Regions from separate parts of the Mus musculus genome. Here regions 1 and 3 are each linked to region 2. The links are chromatin contacts, called in public Hi-C and Micro-C maps. All regions are on one chromosome and are shown on one strand. Each heading gives the region's core, a stretch centred on a gene start, on an enhancer-like site or on the middle of the called end of the contact. The rest is flanking DNA. Distances are from core to core; before and after follow the strand shown.

Region 1 (2,838 bases), core at 93-2,592, 86 kb before region 2:
TGAGAGACTGGCACGAAAAAGTAAGACAGGTAGCTCTTGGAAAATGACACCCAAGGTTGACCTGTGACCTTCATATTCAGGAGTGTGCATGTATGATTAACTACACAAAGATATACATATACAGATGTGCACACACACACACACACACAAACACACATATATACCCCCCCCTACACACACACACACACACACACACACACACACACACACACACACACACACAAGGTCTTTCAGAGATGAGAGGCAGAGCTCTCTTTCTGGTGGAGGGTTAGAATGAGAGGCCCTGAGCATGCCTCTGCCTGCAGCTCCTTACCTCCCCCCACCCCCACCCCGTCTGTTCCCAGCAACCTCTGGGCATCAGCAACCCTGCTCTCTGGCTGTGTGTCCTCAGTGCACTGGGCAGATGTCTTTCTGGGAATTACTGCGATGTGTTTTGGAAGAGTCAAAAGGCAGCGCTGCCTGGGGCCACATGGATTCCTCCTCTAGGAGGAAGAAGCAAAAACAAGGGAAGATTTAGTGGGGTCTCCTAGGATGCTCCTCTGCCTTGCCTAGCCCAGCAAGTCCAGTTCCCTCCACTCCAAGCCTTTGGCTAGGTTCCAAGTCAGGCTCAGCCACGTGTTTTCAAAATCCTTGCCCTGGAACATGAACTGTGAGCAAAGCAAGCCAGGACTCGGGGCAGCTTATATGCACGACTGCCAGGGCTCTGGAAGTTCCTTCCCGAGATCAGCCTCCTCCATCTCTTCCTGCTATGCCCCGGAACATCTGTAATGCAGTCCAGAGTTTCTCATTCCCCACTGAGACTTAGATAACAAATGTTCTGAGAATGGACAGTCTTGATGTAATTTACACTCAAGTGTGAATGACATTCCTTTCTCCACCATGCTACCACATCAGGCCCACAGACATCTTGGGATTGAAGGAAGTGAAGAAAAGGAAGAAATTCCCACACCAAAGCAAAGGAAATGGGAACAAGGAAGAAGTTTGGGGACTAGGAACAAAGACATCCTTTCTGTCCTGCTAGCCTGGCCTGGCCGCTGCCCCTGGAGGCAACCACACCAGGAGTGGGGGGTGACACCTGTCTGACTGAGGAGCCACCTAATGTTCACCTCTGTCTGAAAGTTCTTTCCAGAACAGCAGAGAGATAAAGAAGAGTTAAGCTGAGATCGGGAGGGGGGGGTGGTAAGCTGGGGGCCTGAGAAGGCAGCTTTTCAGATAAGAATCTGGTCCCTGGAGAACCAGCAGAGGGAGAGTGGGGGAGTGAGTACCAGACTCTTCCTGGTATGTGCTATGCAGAGGCAGGGGCCTGGCTGATGGCCCACAGCCTCTGCTCCAAGGGCAAAGTCCTCCAGACCCCCTCCTACAGACACATCCAATTCTTTGCACTCAACTACAGACCCTTGAGTCAGCCCTAAGTTGTTCTGATGGGGCAGGGAAGGGCTGGGTCCAGCCCCACTCCTCCACTTCCCCCCACCCCTCGCTGAGGAAGGCCAGAGAACCTCTGCAGCCAGGCTCAGCTTTGAACACAAAACAACCACGGTGTGCTGGGAGAGAATGCCGTGGGAGGATCCCCAAGTCTTCTCCTGCTTACTCCCAAAGCATTGAAAGATCTCAGATCAAAGAAAAAGTATGAAATAAGAGACCAGCGTTCAGATGAGACGCACCCAGGTCTGAGAGTGAGAACAAGAAGCCACCTGGCTACACCTACATTACCCTCTCCTGTCACCTGGTGCTGATGGGGACTGGGACAGGACCTTTAAAAAAAATAAGCAAAACAGACAAAGACAGAGTGGCAGGCACAGCCAGGTTGTGTTTCTCCAGAACAAAGGCTGGGGAGACAGGGAGACGGGGAGACATGGGTGGGTGGGGTCCGAGCCCTGATTCCACAGATTGCTACAGCTCTTAGGACCTAGTCTCCCCCTTATCATGTAAGTGGACACCCAGAGCACCAGACAGACTGCTCCCTTCACAGCCAGGGTCCTGACCCTATGGTAAGAGCTCCATTAACAGGAATTTGAGCTTATATTTAAGGAAAAAAAAATCACTCTGGCCACTAGGTACCAGGCCTCAGTAGGGGAGCCTCATCCTAGCCTGCCTATGCATTCAACACAGACATAATATAATATCAGGCCCAACAGCCTCTCCATTCTCCTTCTGTAACAAGATACAGCTTAAAAAAAGATGACCCAACATGGTAGTGAATGCCTTTCACCTTCCCAGCACTCCAGAGGCACAGGCAAGTAGATCTCTGTGAGTTCAAGACTAGTCTGGTCTACATAGTGTGTTCCATGCTAGCCAGGGCTACACAGAGAAACCCTGACTCAAGATCAGTCAGTCACTTAAGAGTCAGGAAAACACAGCAAATAGTGAAGACTCAGATAAACCATCACAAGGACCGAAGGGATTGAGGGGAGACCCCAGTATGGGGAGTGCCACTTCCACAAACAGAACCAGACTAGACTTCTCAAACCAAAACTAAGGGTGGGAGAGACAGAGCCGACAACAGGCTGGACAGACAGGAAGAAACCACTGGCCAGAAGATGGCTGAGGAGAGAATGGTAACACTGGAAGCCACTGCAGGCCAACAGGAGGCAAGGCAGGAAACCAAGGAGGCGGGATGTCCAGCTGCTGACCCTGCAGGGAGAAAAGGGGAGGGTGGGCTACCAGAGATGTGAAGAACATGACTCAGAACTGCAGACCTGACAGCATGAAGCTGCATGGGGTCCTGCACAGAGAAGCTTGTAGACCCGGAGGATGCATATGGAGGTGTGGTACAGCCTGGAAGAAGCACCAGCAACTTTGCTCATCCATTCTGAAGAAAATATCTGACTAAAGCAACTT
Region 2 (2,700 bases), core at 95-2,594:
AGAGCCGTGCCTCCCTTCAAGACTCTTCTGGATCTAGGGCCATTTCCACTCCCAGACTGAGCTTGCCTCTTCTTTTTCTCTCTGGACACTGGGCTTTATTCCTTGAAGGACAAATAGGTCATTTGATATTTGACAGACAGTGACAACCAGAGACCCTGAAAAGCCAAGGTACTATGAGGACCGAAGTGCCGGGTCTTCCTTATCCAGAGAGTTAGGATGAGCGGGGGACTACAGCAAGTCCCTCTCTGCATGTCTTAGGGTATGCAGGCCACCATTACTGGCATCCTGCCTCCAAAACACTGTTTATACTGACAATGGTGGCCTTCAAATGCCCCCCACACACACACACCTTCCCTCAACCAAGATTTAGAAGGGCCACGCCTCTGAGCTTCTACTGACCTCACAGAACCTGTTGCTTCAAGGAGGGGCAGGTTTGAGCATAGGTGCTGGGAGGGGCAAGCTCAAACCCTGTAGCCAGGGCAGCCATAGGCCCCCAGAGCTGCAACTCTGAGGCACAGGGTGAGGAAAGGAGAGTGTGAGCCCTGCCTTCCTGGGGAATGTGAGTCCGTAAGAGCAACTGAAGAAAATCTGTGGGAGCTGGCTGCCAAGATGGACTCCAGGAGGGCAGACCCAGAGAGGGAGGAGTTATCCAGGAAGAAGCAGCTGAGTCCGAAGGGAGGACTCACTGCAGGGGAGGACACAGGCGAAGAGGACTCACCCTGAGACGGACTCACTCTAGGAGAGAGGGTCCTGTGCAGGAGGAAGTACTCATTCTAGGGGAGAACCTGGGGGAAGGACTCACCCTGAGAAGGATTCACTCCAGGAGAGAGAGTCCTGTGTTAAGAGGGAGGCTTCATCCGGGGGAGGAAGATCATGGTGAAGAAGATAGATACAACCAGGAAGGGGAACCAACCTGCTGACCTTCACCTCAGCAGGGAGGGGATGCTGCCCGGGCAGCCTGGTGATGACACTGAGGGCCTGTCCAAGAGTCCTGGAGGAGTGTGTGCACAAGGAGCTATACTGCAAACCTGTGAGCCAGCATGAGTGTACATTGGGAGAAGGTGTGTGCTCACGCCAGAGCATGTAGAAAGGCAGGCTAGGAGGCCAGTCAGACACCCAGGGGGCCTGAACGCCACAGCACAGAGCCTCTGATATCTTTGCTGTGGTTTGAGCAGACACAGTCCCTGTGGCCAGGATGTTGTGGGGTCCCTTCTGGAGTTTTTGAGAACTAGGGAAGGGGCTGAGAACTGCCTGGCGGGCTCTGGGGAGTTGGCCTCTGGACTCTAGGCGGTGAGAAGACAGCTAGGTCCCCAGGGAAGCCAATGTGAGGGCCTGTGCTGCCCCCTGGTGGTGAAGCATGCCTATTCCATGCAGCTGCCCGTCAGGGACTGTTGGGTAAGTATTAAAGGGTATTAAAGGTGAGGCCTTCCTAGTGGGGTTTTGTGACCTGGGACAATAGTACAGGTCATCCCCCACTGAGGCAGGGCCTCTGCCTGGTCACAGTTTGTCCTGGTCACTTGCTAGATTTTAATCCATCCCTCCACTATGTCCTACAATTCTCCTCTTTACAGTTTAAAAGAAACTGTGACCCATGCAGGGCTGTCCCTAACATCCAGCATCCAAGAGCCACCCCATTCTTAAGCCACTTCTTGCAGTGCTTTATGCCCTGGGGGACCAGGAACCTCCTCTGGGGGTGAGGGGAAATGTGGAGGAGCCTGGGAAGGAACAGGGGCCACCAACTCCATTCAGCCTTCCTCTCCACAGAGAACATTATGCCTCTGGTACCACCAGAAGCCAAAATATATGATCTGCTTTGAAACACTGTGTGGAAGTAAGGCAAGAGCTGAGGACGAGGAAGTGTGGGCTCCCAGAAGAAGACAGCTCAGTGTAGGTAGGGTGGAACCTGGCTGGTGAACACTGGTCTTTTTAAAGACCAAAGAAAGACAGAAAGTGATGTAAGAGGAAGGCATGTCTAAGAGACAGTGCCAGCAAGGGTCATCGGAAGGCACCTCTGACTTTTAAGCTTGGACCAGCTGAAAAAAAATTCTAGGGCAAGTGTGGAAGCTCACATCAGAGGCAGGGAATCTCTGTGTGTTTAAGACTAGCCCTGTCTACAAAAGTGGATTATAGGTTCAGTTAGACTTTGTCTTATTTTTAAAAAAAGAAGAAGAAGAAGGAGAAGAAGAAGAAGAAGAAGGAGAAGGAGAAGGAGAAGGAGAAGGAGAAGGAGAAGGAGAAGGAGAAGGAGAAGGAGAAGGAGAAGGAGAAGGAGAAGAAGAAGAAGAAGAAGAAGAAGAAGAAGAAGAAGAAGAAGAAGAAGAAGAAGAAGAAGAAGAAGAAGAAGAAAAGGAGAAAGAGAGGAGAGAGAGAGAGAGGCATTTCAAGCAAATAGGCGCCCTGGGGAAGAAAAGAACCTGGCATATATTTATAAGGCATTTTTCTAAGAGCCCCCAGTGGAGTTGAGGATGTAGCATAGTTGTAGAATGTTCGCCTAGCATTCACAAAGTCCTGGGTTCAATTCTCAGCATTACACAAAGCAGGGATGGTGACATGGGCCGGTCATCCCATCACTTGGGAGGTAGAGGCAGGAGGGTCAGCTTGAGCTGCGTGCGTAGCAAGTTTAAGGCCATCCTGGACTTATGAGACCCAGAGCATGCAGAGGCCCAGGAGCGAGTGGGCTGGAGCAAGAGGGAGAAGGGA
Region 3 (2,787 bases), core at 58-2,557, 120 kb after region 2:
TAAAACAAAAGCGTCAGGAGAAGGCAATTAAGATTAATAGCCCGCGCTGTCGATTGAGAATCACAAGGGAGAAGTAATTAGATTTTACAGGAGACATCGCTCTCTAAAACAAGCCTCACAGCATGGGAGTCCCCGGTCCTGAGAGCCTTCGGTGATGTCTTTTTGTAAAGGCTTTCCTGATGACATTCTCCCAGAGCTCCGTCATTAATGCCAGTCACTGATGGCGTCTGAAAGTGGCGTGTTCCTCATTGAGATTCATCAGATCTGCCATTTCTCTGCTGTCCCGCCCCTGCAGACAGACCTCCCATCACCACGGAGCTAGGCCAGTACCTTTTTACCCAAACCAGCCTCCTGGGGCCCCACATACAGGAGTTGGGGGGTTGGAGGCATAATGAGAAAGGATAAGCGCTGAGCCAAAGCCCCCTGCGAGGACCCTTTCTTTCAGGCAGGGGAATTCTCTGCAGGCTGCCTCCTTTTCTTTGCAAGAGCGGCTCTAGGAGAAGCCCCCATTCTCCTCCCACCTGACCGGCCGCCAGCAGCGTCCACCGTTGCTCCTAGCTGGCCCCCTCCTCTCCGGTACGCAGCTGTCCCCCGCGCACAGACTCAAGGGCCTGATCATCGACCCAAGAGGGGATCCCGCGGCCTGCCGTGCTTCTGCACGCTGGTCAGTCCACCCTTCTCAAAAGTCGCAGCCCCAGTGACATTCCACTTGTGGAGTCCACGCGCGAGGCAGGCAGAGGACGTGCAGACAGCGACTGGCAGCACATTGGAGACCGAAACTAGGGCTGAAGCGCCACCTAGTGCGTGCGACACGTTCTCACGAGGTCTCCACCTTGTAGGGCAAATATCCATGAAAAGGGAGCCTAGGTCTGGGGCCGGGAGAATGAGGGAGGGTAGGATCTGCGATAGCGTGCTAAAGGAGAGATTCAAGACTCAAACAGGGGGCTACGGAGGCAGAGCTCTGCGTGCCTTCTAGTCTCTGTGACTGTCCCACGCGCATCCCTCTGAAAGCCCAGGGCCTGAAGACCTCAATAATTAATAGTAAAATTAAAATAGCCTATTCAATAACCACCAAGATACTGTGCATTGAACACTTGCTCCCCAGGCCAGGGTCGCAAAGGGGGGGCTCCTCCTCTGCCAGATCTGGCCGGCCTGGGCGGGGTCACTGGGTTGGGGCTTGAATGGGTGTGTGCGGGGGGCGGAGACTTGATGCAATTAGGAGGAGAAATGCTCTGATGCCCGGGTCACCTACCCGCGGGGCCCGCGGGACGAAACGTATATAAGGCCGCGTGCCCGGAGCCACCCCACTGTCGGAGCAGTAACTCTGTGCGCCCCACGCCACAAGCGCCCAGTTGCTTTGTGGGTTGTGCCTGCCCTGCGCCTGCAACTTGAGTCCCCGCCGCATCGCAGTCTCCGCGCCACCTTTGTAACGGCCTTCAGGACCCCGAGGTGTCATGGCGAGAAAGTGGAACGGGCGTGCGGTGGCCCGAGCCCTGGTCCTGGCCACTCTGTGGCTGGCTGTGTCTGGGCGTCCCCTGGCTCAGCAATCCCAGTCTGTGTCAGATGAAGATCCACTCTTTCTCTACGGCTGGGGCAAGATTACCCGCCTGCAGTACCTGTACTCCGCTGGTCCCTATGTCTCCAACTGCTTCCTCCGAATCCGGAGCGACGGCTCTGTGGACTGCGAGGAGGACCAAAACGAACGAAGTGAGTATCATTCAGCCCGTCCCCTCCGGTCCCTTAGGACCCAGAAGCACGTGGGTGTGTCGCCGTGGCCTTAACATCCTCCCACCCCTGACTTCCAGACTGGAGCTGGGGAAGGGCGATGCAGTGTGGCCCCGCTGTACTCACGTGTTGCTGGGGCCCGGCAACATCTTTCTCTTGCTCGCAGATTTGTTGGAATTCCGCGCGGTCGCTCTGAAGACGATTGCCATCAAGGACGTCAGCAGCGTGCGGTACCTCTGCATGAGCGCGGACGGCAAGATATACGGGCTGGTGAGTGTTCCTCCACGCGGCGGGATGCTCGCGGCCGCGTTGGGTCCGTATTGTTTTTGTTTGTTTGTTTGTTCTTTCGCCTCCTGCTCAGGTCCAAAAGGAACTTCGAGGGCAAGGTACCAATGATAGTGGGGCTAATATTGCTCTTGCCCGCCCTGCGTAAAGTGATGGCCCCAGGCTGTAGCGGGGGAGCAGGGAGACCAGAGAAGCTGTCTAATCTTCCCAAAGACTGGGCTAACTGCTGAGTCCCATTCAGCTTTCGGCCCCTTTGATACTGAACAGGAAAGCCTCCTCTCCTGGCTTTGCGTGTTCGTGGTCCTCGATTTCCTCCCCCTCCCTCAAATAAAAAAGAAAAGAAAAAGGAAAGAAGGGTCTTTTCAATCAATTTTTCTTAGGTCCATGGTGTGATGCAAAAATTAGATACTTTAGAAAGTACCCAAGATGCTCATCTGCTTGTGACCTGGGGGAACTGGAGTGAGGCGAGATGGCTAGGTTCACATAACCCCTAAAAATCGGTAGTCATGAAGTATGTAGGCTAGTGCTCTGTAGGAATAGAGGCTGGGTTCAAAGAAGCCTTCAGCCCTACCTCTGGCAGTACCAGTGCGAGGTCCCCCAGTGGGGAAGGATGGCTACCGGACTTAACGTTTTTGTTGTTTTGTTTCTTTAAGAGTCCCCAAATTGTCTGTGGCTCTGAAGTTGATTTATCTACATGAAAAGACCACAGAGAAAGGAAAGAAAGAAAGAAAGAAAGAAAGAAAGAAAGAAAGAAAGAAGGAAAGAAAGAAAGGGGTC

What was found. Hi-C and Micro-C count contacts between places; a contact is called where the count stands out from the background.
Region 1: a Hi-C map of uterus shows a contact between it and region 2, with 3 times the contacts expected there. The contact joins two enhancer-like sites. A contact is called at or near these places in 2 of 15 datasets of contacts at CTCF or cohesin (the G1E-ER4 cell line and embryonic stem cells), 35 of 484 Hi-C or Micro-C datasets (the AML12 cell line, the C2C12 cell line, the C3H10T1/2 cell line and 15 more) and 3 of 115 datasets of contacts at active chromatin or transcription factors (all in embryonic stem cells).
Region 3: a contact with region 2 is called in a Micro-C map of the HL-1 cell line, with 3 times the contacts expected there. The contact joins the promoter of Fgf15 here to the enhancer-like site in region 2. A contact is called at or near these places in 16 of 39 promoter capture datasets (3T3-L1-derived adipocytes, the C10 cell line, the HPC-7 cell line and 9 more), 4 of 15 datasets of contacts at CTCF or cohesin (CD8 T cells, the G1E-ER4 cell line and embryonic stem cells), 98 of 484 Hi-C or Micro-C datasets (2-cell-like embryonic stem cells, the 3T3-L1 cell line, 8-cell embryo and 62 more), 26 of 115 datasets of contacts at active chromatin or transcription factors (acute myeloid leukemia, cardiomyocytes, craniofacial prominence and 15 more) and 3 of 9 other capture datasets (adipose tissue, liver and pancreatic islet).

The regions. Positions count from the first base shown.
Region 1 is chr7:144,688,734-144,691,571 of GRCm38.p6, forward strand. All of the region lies in intron 1 of Ano1 (anoctamin 1, calcium activated chloride channel), which reads right to left. Among named protein-coding and RNA genes, the nearest start is that of Ano1, 48 kb to the right of the region's middle. Within about 2 kb of position 1,343, at least 20 of the 459 cell types and tissues checked have an H3K27ac peak or open chromatin away from gene starts, as enhancers often do. A contact at or near this core is called in uterus, where this site is marked.
Region 2 is chr7:144,774,922-144,777,621 of GRCm38.p6, forward strand. No RefSeq gene overlaps it. Among named protein-coding and RNA genes, the nearest start is that of Gm34964, 13 kb to the right of the region's middle. Within about 2 kb of position 1,345, at least 30 of the 459 cell types and tissues checked have an H3K27ac peak or open chromatin away from gene starts, as enhancers often do. A contact at or near this core is called in the Ba/F3 cell line, the HL-1 cell line, LSK cells and 6 more, where this site is marked.
Region 3 is chr7:144,895,225-144,898,011 of GRCm38.p6, forward strand. Fgf15 (fibroblast growth factor 15) reads left to right here and starts at 1,308. Exons shown (of 3, transcript NM_008003.2): 1 at 1,308-1,707; 2 at 1,892-1,995. The coding sequence starts at 1,455. It overlaps Gm26793 (a long non-coding RNA gene), which reads right to left. Exons shown (of 2, transcript XR_003946907.1): 1 at 1,852-2,787; 2 at 1-1,681. RefSeq lists a promoter at 1-1,393, enhancers at 1-457, 1-266, 287-319 and a cis regulatory region at 1,160-1,174.